Linked DNA regions of Hordeum vulgare: regions 2 and 3 are each linked to region 1. Evidence: chromatin contacts called from public Hi-C data. All regions are on one chromosome and are shown on one strand. The core of a region is the stretch at or near the end of the contact, and the rest is flanking DNA. Distances in the headings are between cores, read along the strand shown.

Region 1 (4,470 bases), core at 796-3,295:
AATCTCATCTTCTGTGAACTTAAAGTTTGCAATGAATTTTATACATTCCTCAAGACCGGCAAAAACAGTAAACTCTCCACCAAATGGATTTTTCCTAAAGTACAGGTCAAACCTGTAAAATGAAAAGGAACAAAATCAGCATGCAGTTGAGTACGTCCGAGTTGTTAGCTAACATTGTAGGTCCATATTAAGTGAAATTGACTCAACAGAGATCAAAGCATGCCAAGTGAGCCCATTGGGATGAAGCAAACTACATGGGCATATATGACCATACAAACACAGAGAAAATGTCTTCACTAACTTTTCTCTTTTAACTCAATTTACATATGTCTTTGGGTAGCTTCTGAGTTTTATTATCATGTTGTTCAAAGCTATATGCAGAAGTACCTCGCTCCTCGAATATTCTGCCAATGACAAAATTACATAGACTTTTCTCTTCTTGTAACTTCCCCAGGTCCGAAAACAGTCACTTTCCCCTTTAAAAAAAATGAAAATTGGCATAACATACCACCGCCTCCCCCACCCCCCACCCCTCTCGCAAGAATAGTTAAATATATGAAACCCAAGAACCAATAGTCTCTTTTGTTGACTCAAGTAAGTAGCAAAGTTCATTGTTCATTCAAGCACGTCACATCATTAATGTCCACATCCATTTGTTTCCTCTGCACAAGGAGTATTATACCACCATTTAGAATACACTTCATGTTCACACTGAAAATTCTAATTCATTCAACCATGTGACATCATTCAAATGTCCACATCTATTTGTTTCCTCTCCACCCGGAGTAAATCATATCACCAATTAGAAAATATTGATTAACACTGCAAGTTCTAGAGAACCCACAATGACATAATAAATTGATGTACCTATATGCTAGAATCCACACATGAGGTGCCACATACTAAAACAACAATGGAGGGGGGGGGGGAACCTAATAGAAAGGCCAGTCCAATTTTGTTAACACAAGAACATCTGGACCCACATGAAAGCAATGGCAAGCCCATCAATAAACGATGGTTGCACTCACAATTTTGACATAAAGGGATTAACTAAACAATGCACATTCAGAAGGGCTTTCCAAAGTACTGCATAGCAGAACAATCAAGAAGCAAGCAAAAAATGCCACTTCAGTTATTTATTTTATTTTAAAAAGAAAAAGAGGATAGCCCCGGCCTACGCAGCCACACATATAACAAGAATAACAAAAATAAATATTCGCAAAAGATATATTAAGACCAGCATACAACATTTTTGTTTTGTTTCAGTTATTACTGACAAGGAAGATGATCAAAACTACAGGCAAGAGGGAACCAAAGACAGAGTATCAGTTAGCCAACTACGCAACTACCAGGTAATAAACCATCAAAGCGCAAAGCTGCGGCCGTCTTACCCAATAACGTAGAGGGCACGAAAAAGATGCCAGACCACAGCAATGACAGAATTGCACGAGAACAAAAACCAAACTACCGCATAGATTGAAACCAAACTATTCGCCACGGCAACGAGAGAATTGCAGCAACAGTCCAAGTATCTCCCAAAAAATCAGACCTCTCGCCAATTCATTCCCCCGAACATAACCCGGACGGAACCAACCAACTCACCAGCTGGCACCAGATCACACCACCCGTCGATCCAATCCAATCGGCACGACCGAACCAGAGATACGCGAAGCGGAGGACACGAGGCAGAGGCGAGGGGTGCTTACACGGCGTGGTCGGCGTGCTTGCCGGCCTTCCAGTAGGCGTAGGCCATGGAGAACTGGTACTGATCGGTGAGCAGCGCCGTGGCCATGGGGTTCGTGGGCGGCCCCACCTGCGCCCTCGCCGCCGCCGCCAGCGAACCATTGGCGCCGGCGCCCACGCTAGGCGCCGTCGCCTCCATACTTGGGCTCTGGAACGCGAGAGCTTCCGCTAGGGTTCTCTGGGCTGAGGCGTGTGAAGCTTCAAGGGGAGGAAGGGGAGGCGGGAGGAGGACAATTGGAGGCCGGGAGGGGAAGGAGGAGGAGGAGGAGGAGACGCCAGGGGCCGATTTGGAATTTGGAAGTTTGGCTGGAAGCAGGCAAGGTATTTATAATAGGGGTGATAAGTTTCATAGGTGTACCACTGAAAGTTGGTAATGTCACATGGTGCCCTCGCATGCTTATGTTTTTTAATCACATTTGATGATTTGTAAAAGGATGCTTACAATATGCTGGATTGTCAATACGCTTCCTTAGCTTACTATAGACTGTTTCTTAATGTCGACAGAAACAAAAAAAAAATTCACTGAACAAACATCCTTAAAAAGGCTGAAATAAATTTAAAAAAATGTAGGCATCAATGTCTACATTTGATGATTTCTAAAAAGACGCTTACAATATGCTTGGATTGTCAATACGCTTCCTTAGCTTACTATAGATTGTTTCTTAATGTCGACCGAAACATCTTCTCTTAGTGAACGAACATCGTCAGAAAGATCGAAATAAATTAAGAAAAATACGGGCACCAATGTCATAACTAGGACCTTAAACTTTAATAGGTTGGTTCCACCATACGAAACTAACCATCCAAGCTATGTTGCTCCTTCACATTTTATTATTCCCAGGTTGATTTCGACGGATTTAGATCACTCGTGCTAACAAAAAATTATTTCAAAGGAGACTGAGAAAAATCAAGTCAATAGTGTTTTCGATAAATTTCAAGCATAGGAATTTTGGTCGTACCATTATACATGCACGAAAAGAAAGTACATCGCAAGTAATTAGGACGGATCATCTTCCACTCTTCTTACGTGTTGCTTTCACCTTTGAACTTTCATTTGGCATTGTCATTGTCAATGTATTACCCAAAAGATCTCAATCAATTTCGTAGCTCTCACAAACTATGGCACTTGATCATTTTGAAGCTCCTTGTATTTTTCCTACGAGTCTGGTCTATAACAACGTTTTGATCACCAACTAAAGAAAAAAGTGTCTTGATCCTGGGAAATTTCATCCAGAGACAAATAACGCAATAATATACTTCCTCTGTTCCAAAAATTTTGTCCGAGGTTTGTCCAGAAATGGATTTATCTAAATACTAAAATATGAGTATATACATTCATATATAGACAAAAAATTTAAGACAAAGGGAGTACCATCTTGGACTGAAATGGAATTCTCCTGTAACTATAGGGCAAAAGTAGAAGTCGCCCCCCAGCACATTCTGTTTTTGGCCGGATTACTCCACGCATGCCTTTTTGGACGCAATCTGGAGAGCCTTTCTCGCTGCTCTCTTGCGATGCAAAGTATACTCGCCGGAAGGCTACTCCTGCATGACAGTGGGCCTTGGAATTACATGATCCCAGCGGCAGCGAGAGGCTTGTTTGGGCCACGGATGGGCATGACGACATGTGGCGGTTGGTGAGTGGCGGCTCTGTTTTTGATTCGTTTCTTCCTTTTTGTTCTGTAATGGAAGCACGGGCCCGTTTGTTGTGGAGACAGGCGTGGCATGCGGGAATCTTCCGGGATCCCGTCGCCGGACTCTGATCTCATGTGGCCGCCGCCGCCGGCGACGGGACCCTGGTTAGTGGCAGAGGAAAATTCGTAGGCACAGGCGACGGCGCATATGATAATCGTTGTTAAATCGAAAGGCCGTGCCAACGTAGCCAGTCGTTTCTACTTTTTTTTTTTGGATTTAGGAAAGAGTAGTCAGTCGTTGTTGTTCTCGAAGGCTGGCTACACATACACAAAAGAGACATTGCAACCTACTCCCTCCGTTCTTAAATATAAGTCTTTTAAGATATTTCATTAGGAGTCTACATACGAATCAAAATAAGTGAATTTATACTCTAAAATATGTCTATATACATCCGTATGTAGTTCACTAGTGAAACTTTTTTAAAGACTAACGGAGGAAGTATGACCGGACGACGGGACCGGGAAGGCAGGAAATGTGGCCTTGCGAGCAGAGCACATGTATGGTTGGATGCGGAGAAATCTGCGACCATTTAAAATCCAATCAAAAAGGTGGGTTTGGGACGCTATGTTGTGAGCTCCGTTGTCCGTTCCAAACTACTCCCATCCATGCCTACATTTGTATATCTATATAAATATAAGACAACTAATATGGATCGAAGATGTAAGAGCATCTATAACCAGACCCTTTAAATTCTGATCAAACGTTCGGAATGGTCGTTCGGTCACTATCCGATCATAAAAATTCGATTCAGATGGACCTCTCAAACCGGCCACAAACGTCCGGGCTGACCAGCACCCCATTTTCTTCTCAAATATGAGACGGAAATGAGGGAGCCCGGGCACGCCCGTCACATCGGACCCGATAGCCCGACCCTACCTTAAATTGCATCAAATCCCCCAAACCCTTCCTCCTCCTTTCGTCGCCCGACCCCTCGCCGTCCGGCACCCTTGCTCTCCATTCTCATCACCTGTCTCGATCCGCCGTCATGATGTATTCCACCCCGTCCCCGATCGCCGCCTCAGAGACGTTGTC
Region 2 (4,470 bases), core at 494-2,993, 170 kb after region 1:
GGATAAAGTTCGTCTGGCAAGGCCCAACATTGATACTATATTTGCCCAACATAATTCTGATAATACTGAAAACATAGGGTGTCATGAACCCGAGGAGTAATTCAACATAATATAGGGGGGCAGTGCTGTTGGTGTTGGTCGAAACTAGAGCCGTTTGCGGGTCCAACCCGGGGCAACTTGGAAGATTTCTATCAGGCCACCGTGTGTTGTGCTTATCCATCGTGTCTTGAGAACGAGATATGCGGCTCCTATCGGGATCGTCCACACGCTGGACGGCCTTGTTGGACTTGTTTTACCTTTCTCGAGCATCTTGTGCACCGGGATTCCGATGATGCTTTGGGCTATCTCAGAGTTCAGGTTTTCCACTAAGGGATCTGAGGAGATGACGAGATTCATGGTCGAGGGTTTCTATGCAACGTGTGGCATTTTGTGATGTACTAGTTGAAGCACCCCTGCAGGATTAAATCTTTCGGAAAGTCGTGCCCGCGGTTATGTGGTAACGGGGAAACTTTGTTTAACATTCGGTTCTAGATAGCTTGACGTTAACTTAATTAAAACTTGTCAACTGAGTGCGTAACCGTGACTGTCTCTTTCGTGAACTCATTCTCCGATCGAAGGCACGGTGGGGTTATGTCTAACGTAAGTAATTCACGTTCGATTATGCATAGATCTTCCCCCTCTTATTTTTGTACTCATAAGTTAGCCACCTCATATAAATGCTTAGTCGCTTGCTGCAGCCTCACCACTTAACCTTACCTCACCCATTAATTTTTGCTAGTCTTGATACCTTTGGAAATGAGATTGTTGAGTCCCCTGTGGCTCATAGATTACTACAACACCAGTTGCAGATACATGTCAAGAGTTACTTTGACGTGAGCACACTGATTGTGCTATTTGGAGTTTCTTCTTCTTCATCATCGATTTAGGATGGGTTTCAGGCCGGCAGACTGGGATAGCAAGGATGGACGTCGTTCTTTTATCGTTTTGTTTTTGTTTTCGTTCGTAGACGGACCCTGCTCTTCTTCAGGATGATTGATTATGTTGTTGTATTAGTATGACTCCGATGTAGCTTGTGGCGAATGTAAGCCAATTCCTTATACTCATCTTTTCAGTACATGTACTTGTAACAATATCCATTCTTGCAAAACGAGAAGATGTGTTTCTATCCCTGTCGAGGCGCTCGCGCCAAAATAACGATAGGACTGCATCTTGGACGTTACATTAAATAACCACACACCAGCCCAGTCTTATCATAAAAAATCTGACAAAACTTACCAAAATTCGTGCAATTACAAACGGACGCCGATCCATGCGTGTGGTCTAGCCGCAAACGTCCAAACGTATGGGCGTTATATTTTCTCAAAATTAATTATTTAAAACATGACTGATCAGTGTTCGTGGACGCGCCCGGATGCACCTGCCGGCGTTGGAGGGTCCGGATTTGAGGGATCGGTGTAGACGCTCTAATAGTGCTTTGGGCTTTGCTACAGCCCCGGTCTCCAATGGCTGTGAAGCCGGGGAATATACGTATTCCTTAATTCTGGTGTATATATATGTGATGAGACATCTCCATCCGCATGTTTATCCATTAGAAAACTAATGCACCATCGACCATGTCATAGTCAAAAGCAAATCCTCCAAATCCAACCACAGCAACAAGGGTAGCTTTCATGGTCTCCTCACTGCTCCCCCATCATTACCCCCTCTTGAATTTTTCTAAGTGCGGAGAGGCACAAACGAAATTAGCAATCCGTGATGGGCCACGGTACAAAATTCATCGCGAGTGGCCAGCCTGCTAGCCACCCTTCCTTGTGGTACAACATGTACAGCTTGATGATAGGATGTGGGTAGTACATGCTGCGACATCATCCAACAGATACATTTTGTGAGGAACCTGTTTGCAGGCGCTTTGCTAGCTCCAAGGATCCATCAGGAGCGTGACGTGAAAACGAGTTGTACGTCAGTACTGGACAAACATGTGCCTGTCTCCACATTATTATGGGCCTCTTATTATGGTCTGTGAAACATCTGGCTGCGACAGCGCGCGTATCAAGGTCGGAATATGCAACTTGAGGCGCCGTACATCACAATGCTGTCCTTGACCTTGTTTTCTCGGAAGAGACAGAATGACACCACACCACAACACAACACTGGCACAGGGTTAAGAGTGATCATATTTCTCTCCGCTACAGAGAATGTGGGCGATGGTTTTCTGAAAGTTCTCCCTTTTCATGCACCGAATATGCCACTTTATGGGTCCTTCACCTTTTCTCGCCTTCTTTCTGCATGTGAGATCACCTTCAACTTTTGGCAAAAACTAATGTGCTCGTGCGGAAACCACGTTCGATGCTTTTTTTAGGCAGCATGTTGGATACTAAGCAATTCCAATCACTTTCTTTCCAAAAGCAACTAGTTAGGACATGTACAACCCATAGCCTTAGAATGATGCCTCGTATGTCATGTAAAATCGAATGTTAGAAAAAATAGGTTTGATTAAAGGAAACAATATTTTTTACGAGAGGCGGGTGTTTAAAAAAAATATAGTCCGATGCAAAAAACTAAAAAAAAATAGAATGAAAAATAGAGTTGCATTTGTAATAGTCTTTATTTCTATTCTTTGATAAGGTCCATCAATAGTAACTTGTATTGGAGAAAATAAATCAATATAGATGTCTCAAGTTACTTTTTGTCATAGAGCATCTGTATCCTTATGTCATCATTGTACATGCCCTTAGCGAGCACTCCTTCAAAAGCCTCCCAACAATCACTCTCACGCGTCGTCACTTAACAAGTTCTCATTCGTCGTCACGTGTCGTACTTTGCGTTTTCTTGAATTTTTTTCCGCACGAGTTTTCAGATTTTTAGATCTTTTTGGGGGGTTATTTTTATGTTTCAATTTTTTATCGGTCTTTTTAGCTTTTTGAAGAAAAATAAGTAATTTTATTTTTGCAAGAAAAACGTGTTTTTTGGTTTTTTTGCGAAATGCATGGTATTCTTTCGCGAGAGGCATGTAAGTGCCTATCGAAAACAAAAAACATGTTTTTATTTGCGAGAGGCATGGTTTTGCTTCCTGAGAGGTAAGTTTTTGTGTTCGTGAGAGGCACGGCCGTACCTTTTGAAAATGAAAAAAACGTGTTTTCTGTTTGTTTTTTCACGAGAGGCACGGTCGTGCCTCTCGGAAATGAAAAAAATATTTTTTTTTACGAGAGACACGATTTTGCTTCCGTGAGCGTGCCTCTTGAAACGAAAAAAAATATGTTTTCTATTTTTATTCTATCGCAAGAGGCACGGTTTTTTCGTTCGTATTTTTATCCGTTTCTCTATGTGAAAAAAATCGTCAAAACCTATCAACATGGGGTTTTAGTTTTGAAGATCTCTTTGCAAGGAACCAAACGGTGAAAATGGTACGATATTTGGACGCATAATTTAAGAGATAAAATGTTTTGGAAATACAGATCTATGAAAAAAAGGGAAAACTCTGTGATTGCAACAAGTGGCATATGGAATGCACCACTTGTCCTAAACAAGGAAGGTGAGAGTGATCCTTAAAAGGAGTACACCTCCATTAATAATTTCGCTTCTTTCTGCATGTTTCTTTTTGGAAAGTGTCGCGTGAAGGTGTCGAGGCTCCTCACAGGTTTCACGAGCGAACGACGTGATCTGGGTCGGCCCGTTAATGATTGCAGCGATTCCGGTTTTCCTAACATTTCCAGATAGTTTTTTCCGGTTTTGGAATCTTCTAGGAGGTTCCAAAACCGGTTTCTTTTTTTATTCTTTTCTGTTTCTTTCTCTTTCATTTTTTGTTTTCATTTTTTCCTTTTCCAATTGTTTGTTTTTATGTTTGGGTTATTTTAACAATTATTCATAAATGTCTAAAAATGTTTTCCTTATCAAAATTATTCATATTTTCATTTTTTTCGGGATTTCAAAAAATATTTACGTTTGCAAAAAATGTTCTTGTTTTAAAACATTGTTAGCCATTTTCCCAAAATGTTCATAATTTTTTAAAAATGTTCTTGGTTTTAATTTTTTTTTAATTTTAAAGCATGTTTGTGTTTCTTTCAAATGTTCAAAAATATAAAAAATGATCACGTTTTCAAACATTTTTATTACATAAAAAATGTTCAGGATTTCAAAAATTGATCTTGTTTTTCAAAAAGAAATTGGAATGTTTTGGTTTTAGATTTCACAAGTTTCGAAAAATGTTCAGAATGTGAAAAAAACATTTCAGTTTTCAAACAAGCATTCACAATTTTTTCAAAAGGTTCTTTTTACTTTTTTTCTGGAGTTTCAAAAAATGTTCCAGTATAAAAGTTTGTTGTCAAATTTCTAAAAATTCTCAGAATGTCTCCGTTTATCACAATTTGCAAAAAAAGTTCAAGTTTTCTGAAATTGTTCATGGTCGTGGTATTCGTCACCCTGTGTGAGGACTAGTTATTCTTCACTCATCTCTATTTTCACACCAATGCA
Region 3 (4,470 bases), core at 799-3,298, 140 kb before region 1:
CCTCATTTGTGGAATACAGCAGCTCAACTTATCACTCAAGGATGTACCTTTGGTTGCCCTCAGCACAGTATCCAAGCAGCCGCACGAGGTTCTTGTGCCGCACCCGCCCGATTGCTTCGACCTCAACCTTGAATTCCCTCTCAGCCTGCCCCCTAACAAACCAAGTATATTACTAAATTCAGCAACACAAAAACCACACGTTACACAAATCACACATTTCAGCCTCTCAAATGGCAGCTTCCACGCTAAGCATGCTAACCAGAAGGAAATGGTAGACTTGGATAATGACTTGTCATTTTTTTTATCAGGTTCTTGCACATTGTCACCATCTGAATTGTCAATATCTCAAGTCAGTTTCAGTGACCCCGTGCACCCATCAAATTATACATCTTGCTTAAACTCAAATCAATTATACGCCAATCAGAAACAAGGTCCTAAATTTGGCTATACTTGAGTTCACGGGAAGCGCTGTTACCTGTTATTCAGCAAATTCTTGACGGCGACCTGTGTGCCGTCCTCGAGAATGCCGTGGTATACGATGCCGTAGCCGCCCTCGCCAATCACCTTCTCGTCGGCGAACATTGCCGTGGCAGCCTCGAGCTCCTTGAGAGTGTACCAGTGGCCCCACCCCAGGTGTGAGACCTCGGGCACACCCGGCTCCGAGCCACCTCCGCGGCTCTCGCCGCTGGCCCCGCGCGACGACGGGCCCCCGCTACGCTGATGGTGGGGCGGCGGCTGCTCCGGGAACGTGATGCGGTGCTCCTTACCGGTCTCGATCTGGATGGACTCCTGCGGGGACGCCTGGAGAATCTGAGCGAGCGGCACCTTGGGCGCGGCGGCGGGGGCCCCCGCCGCCGCGCCGCGAGAGGGCACCTCTTGGATGTCCTTGGGCGGTTTGGTGGGGTTCTTGGGATGGGCACTGGGCGCGACGGTGGCGAGGTGGAGGACGGGGGCGGCGGGGGCGCGGCGTCGGCGGCGACGGCGGTTGGCGAGAAGGCAGAGGAGGGAGAGGAGGACGAGGAGGAGCACGAAGGCGGCGCCGACGCCGATGCCAACGAGCTCCCAGAGGTGGAGGCCGAAGACGACGGTGCTCTGGTCCGAGTCCGACATCGGACCGCGGCGGCAAAGCTCGCTCGCTGGCTCAACCAGGAATGGCGGATCTCCGCAACCACTCTGGTCTGGCTTTCGAGCAGAATTCGGTGCTAAAGAAAGATCGGGTTTGGAACAGAGCAGCCAGCTAAAGCTTGGGTTCGTGCAGAGAATTGGGCGCAGAAAGCAAGGCTGGATTCCCGCAGAGAATGAATGAATGGGCGGGCAATCCAGGCGGCCAAGATTGGGTTTCGCAGAGGATGTTGCAGTGGGAAACGCTGGGGCTTTTGGGGGGAGGAGGGGAATTTAGGACAGGATGGAGTGACGAAGAAGGGTGGATTCGAGGGGCGGCAGGGCCCAAGACGGTGGATTTGGGAGCAATGTGGAAGCAGAGACCAAAGATTAGACGATTGTTTGGGGGGTGAAGGGTGCGGGATGGTTAATTTGTTCTTGATAAAAGATTGGATTGTGGTTGGGAGGAGGGTTTGGGGGAGGGGGAGGGTGGTTGGTGGTGATCTTTAGAGTAACAACAAATCAACGAGGGAATGGAGAGCGAAGGATCAATTATTAGGAGCGGTACTCCCTACTGCTCTCCTACAGACGGTGTGGAAAGAGATGAGTGAGGACTGATGGGTTGCAGGAGGGAAGGAGCGCCAGTGCCAGTGGCTAGTGGGAGGCCGGGAGCTGGGAGCGAGTGGTGACAGGGTGTGCGTGGCTGCTTTTTCTTTGCTTTGGCAATTGCATGCATGGAGGATTAGATTAGGCAAGTCAAGGGTCAAGACCTAATAAAATAAGCAGATCAGGTCAGAAGAGAAGAGGAGCATGGATGGATTGGAGGGTAGGAGAATGATATTTTGGGGGTCCTGGAAAAGGGGGAGGAGCTGGAGAGTGAAGCTGGTGCGAGCTGTCACGCAGGATTGGATTGAAACTGAACCATGAGGGAGAAGAGAACGTCCAATTGGTTGCACTGTATAGGATCTGGGTTTCTTTTCTATATTGTTTCTTACTGTTCATTGGTTTGGAGGCACGCTTCCTTTTCTATTTTTCACGTGATTTTCTCGATTTCACAATACAATTGGCGTCCGATCGGGTTTCTTTTCTATATTGTTTCTTACTGTTGATTGGTTTGGAATGGCTTATCACGACTTGCCGCACGCTTCCTTTTTTATTTTTCATGTGATTTTCGTGATTTCATGAAAAATTGCCGTCCGCTAAGATCAATCTTTTAGGGGTTTGATATTCATCACACATGTGGTATATTTGATATCCGTCCACATATTATGCGTGACATCACGCAAAATATAACATATGAAGATCAATGCGTGTGGGCAAAGTGCAGATATACGACACGTGTTAACGTTATCATATGGGTTCTTTTATTGCAGAGCAATTTGTCAAGATGGGACGACACGGCTTCTCGTGGTTTCATTGATAGAGGTGAGGAAAACTTGACTGGTGTGGGTGTGGGGAGGGTTTTTAGCTTTGACCGTTGGTCGGATTAGATAGCTACCTCGATGTATGCAGGGAACAAATTTTATCCATCCGGGCAGGGGTCTTTTTTCTTCAATTGTTGCTTGAATTAGATAGCTACCCCATCGAATGTAGGAACAACGTGGTTTGACGTGGGGTCGCAACCAAAGGTGAGGTAAGGATGGGATGAAAGTTGGGAGGCCAAAGGATGAAGAATCCGGGTGAAACAAGACGTCACACAAATGTTCCGAGTGATCTCTTTTGTATGCTCGTTCAAGTAGATTGAAATGTACTTCTTTATTTCATCAAAACATCTACTCTACATGCATGCAGTTTTTGTGCATTTCATAGTCTTCTATTTTGTGAAAATATGTCTAGTAAATTTCTGCATATTTCCTATTCGTGTGTTTTTCCTGTTTCCCATTAATGTTCCTCATCCATGTGCTCAAAGCAATGTTTGCATACACATATATGAATTTGTCGCGCAATAGCGTAATTCATGCTTTCCACTTTGACAGGTGGCTTGATGACTGAAACACATTATTCTGGATGAACGGTGGTTTCATGGTTTAAGCGTAACTCTAACAAAGTCGTTGTATCGGCAACCTCTACAATGGGCTGGAGTCTCCTTCACAAGACTTTGTTGGTTGCGAAGAGTTTGTACAAACTCAGAGTCACCATATTTGTGCAGCCTCCATAATTGTCTCTCATATTCTCTTATATTTGTGCATATACACTCTTGATTCTCAAGCTCACGTGATTTAATCCTTCGCCATTCAGCAAGATTTCAAACCATACCACATTCTTCAAGAATCAAATTAAATATAAACATAACATGAAGTTCAATCAAAAGCTATCATCTTTGGCTCAAAATGTGTGAAGAAAAGATGAAGGATCATGAAGAAATTCACATGGCATATACAAATCACATGTCGACGACAAAGCTACCTTCTCACATTTGTGTACCGCCCCCTCCTCCGGTGCATTGGCGCTACGTGGCATCCTAGAGGCCATGATCTCCGCTCACAAGCTCTGCCAACAATCTTGATGTTTCATACAATGCGCTTGGATCCATCATCATGAATTGGTTCTTTGCCACGTTATCTCTTGCATTAGTCGATACTCCTCAAGTTGAAGCATACATGTATCCATCTCTTCCTTGCACCTTTTACTTGTGTGCATTGTGTTACCATTTTGTGTCATCTTCTCTTCCTCCTCCAACTCCAACTTCCCTTGTTTCCTCTTCTCCTCCAACTCCTTCTTTGTCTTCATCAACTCACTAATTTTGTCTTTCATCTCTCCCTTAGCCCACATGGGCCTCTTTCCCGTGTAATCACGACTTCCAAGGTGGTGGTTCGACAAGTTCTTGCCCTAAAGATCCTTCATTCTCTTTGACTTGGCCTTGGTTTCTTCGATAGCGCATGTCTGCTTGAATTTTTCGTAGTCCGCTCCTGTAATTGTCAGTTTATCCTCAAAATCTCGGCGTAGGATGAATGATCTACTTAAACTACTCTTTTCACCCTAGATTTCCAGGCGCTCAATGCGTTCCTGAACTTGACAACGACTTTGGTGTTTAATTTTTCCATGACATCATCTTTTCACGACTTGAGCGTGTCATTCCAGTCGGGGAACTGGAATCTCGCATGCAACTTGGTTAGAAGGAGGTGTTCCAATTGTGATTTTTTCCTTATTTCTGTGTCATTGATGTCGGTGGTCTCCCATAGGATGCATACCGGTACTTGTGATCTGTGTTGGATTTTTCCGCGGAGAAGAGTGGATGATGCAACACTGTATGGATAAGTATTTTCCTCGGTGAGAACCAAGGTTATCGAACCAATAGGAGTATCAAACTACCCCCGTCTTTAGCGCCTACGCACAAAATAGCAAACACTTGCACCAAACGCGGGCAAG

The links. Hi-C and Micro-C count contacts between places; a contact is called where the count stands out from the background.
Region 2: a Hi-C map of seedling shows a contact between it and region 1, with 6 times the contacts expected there. The contact joins the enhancer-like site here to the promoter of LOC123426728 in region 1. A contact is called at or near these places in 3 of 6 Hi-C or Micro-C datasets (leaf and seedling) and 1 of 1 datasets of contacts at active chromatin or transcription factors (embryo).
Region 3: a Hi-C map of leaf shows a contact between it and region 1, with 4 times the contacts expected there. The contact joins the promoter of LOC123426729 here to the promoter of LOC123426728 in region 1. A contact is called at or near these places in 3 of 6 Hi-C or Micro-C datasets (leaf and seedling) and 1 of 1 datasets of contacts at active chromatin or transcription factors (embryo).

Annotation. Positions count from the first base shown.
Region 1 is chr2H:475,924,863-475,929,332 of MorexV3_pseudomolecules_assembly, reverse strand. It overlaps LOC123426728 (nicotinate phosphoribosyltransferase 2-like), which reads right to left and starts at 2,045. Exons shown (of 15, transcript XM_045110602.1): 1 at 1,707-2,045; 2 at 1-112. The coding sequence starts at 1,882.
Region 2 is chr2H:475,752,249-475,756,718 of MorexV3_pseudomolecules_assembly, reverse strand. No RefSeq gene overlaps it. Among protein-coding and RNA genes, the nearest start is that of LOC123426726, 15 kb to the right of the region's middle. Within about 2 kb of position 1,743, at least 3 of the 3 cell types and tissues checked have open chromatin away from gene starts, as enhancers often do. A contact at or near this core is called in leaf and seedling, where this site is marked.
Region 3 is chr2H:476,068,291-476,072,760 of MorexV3_pseudomolecules_assembly, reverse strand. It overlaps LOC123426729 (probable serine/threonine-protein kinase At1g01540), which reads right to left and starts at 2,048. Exons shown (of 7, transcript XM_045110603.1): 1 at 476-2,048; 2 at 48-152. The coding sequence starts at 1,110.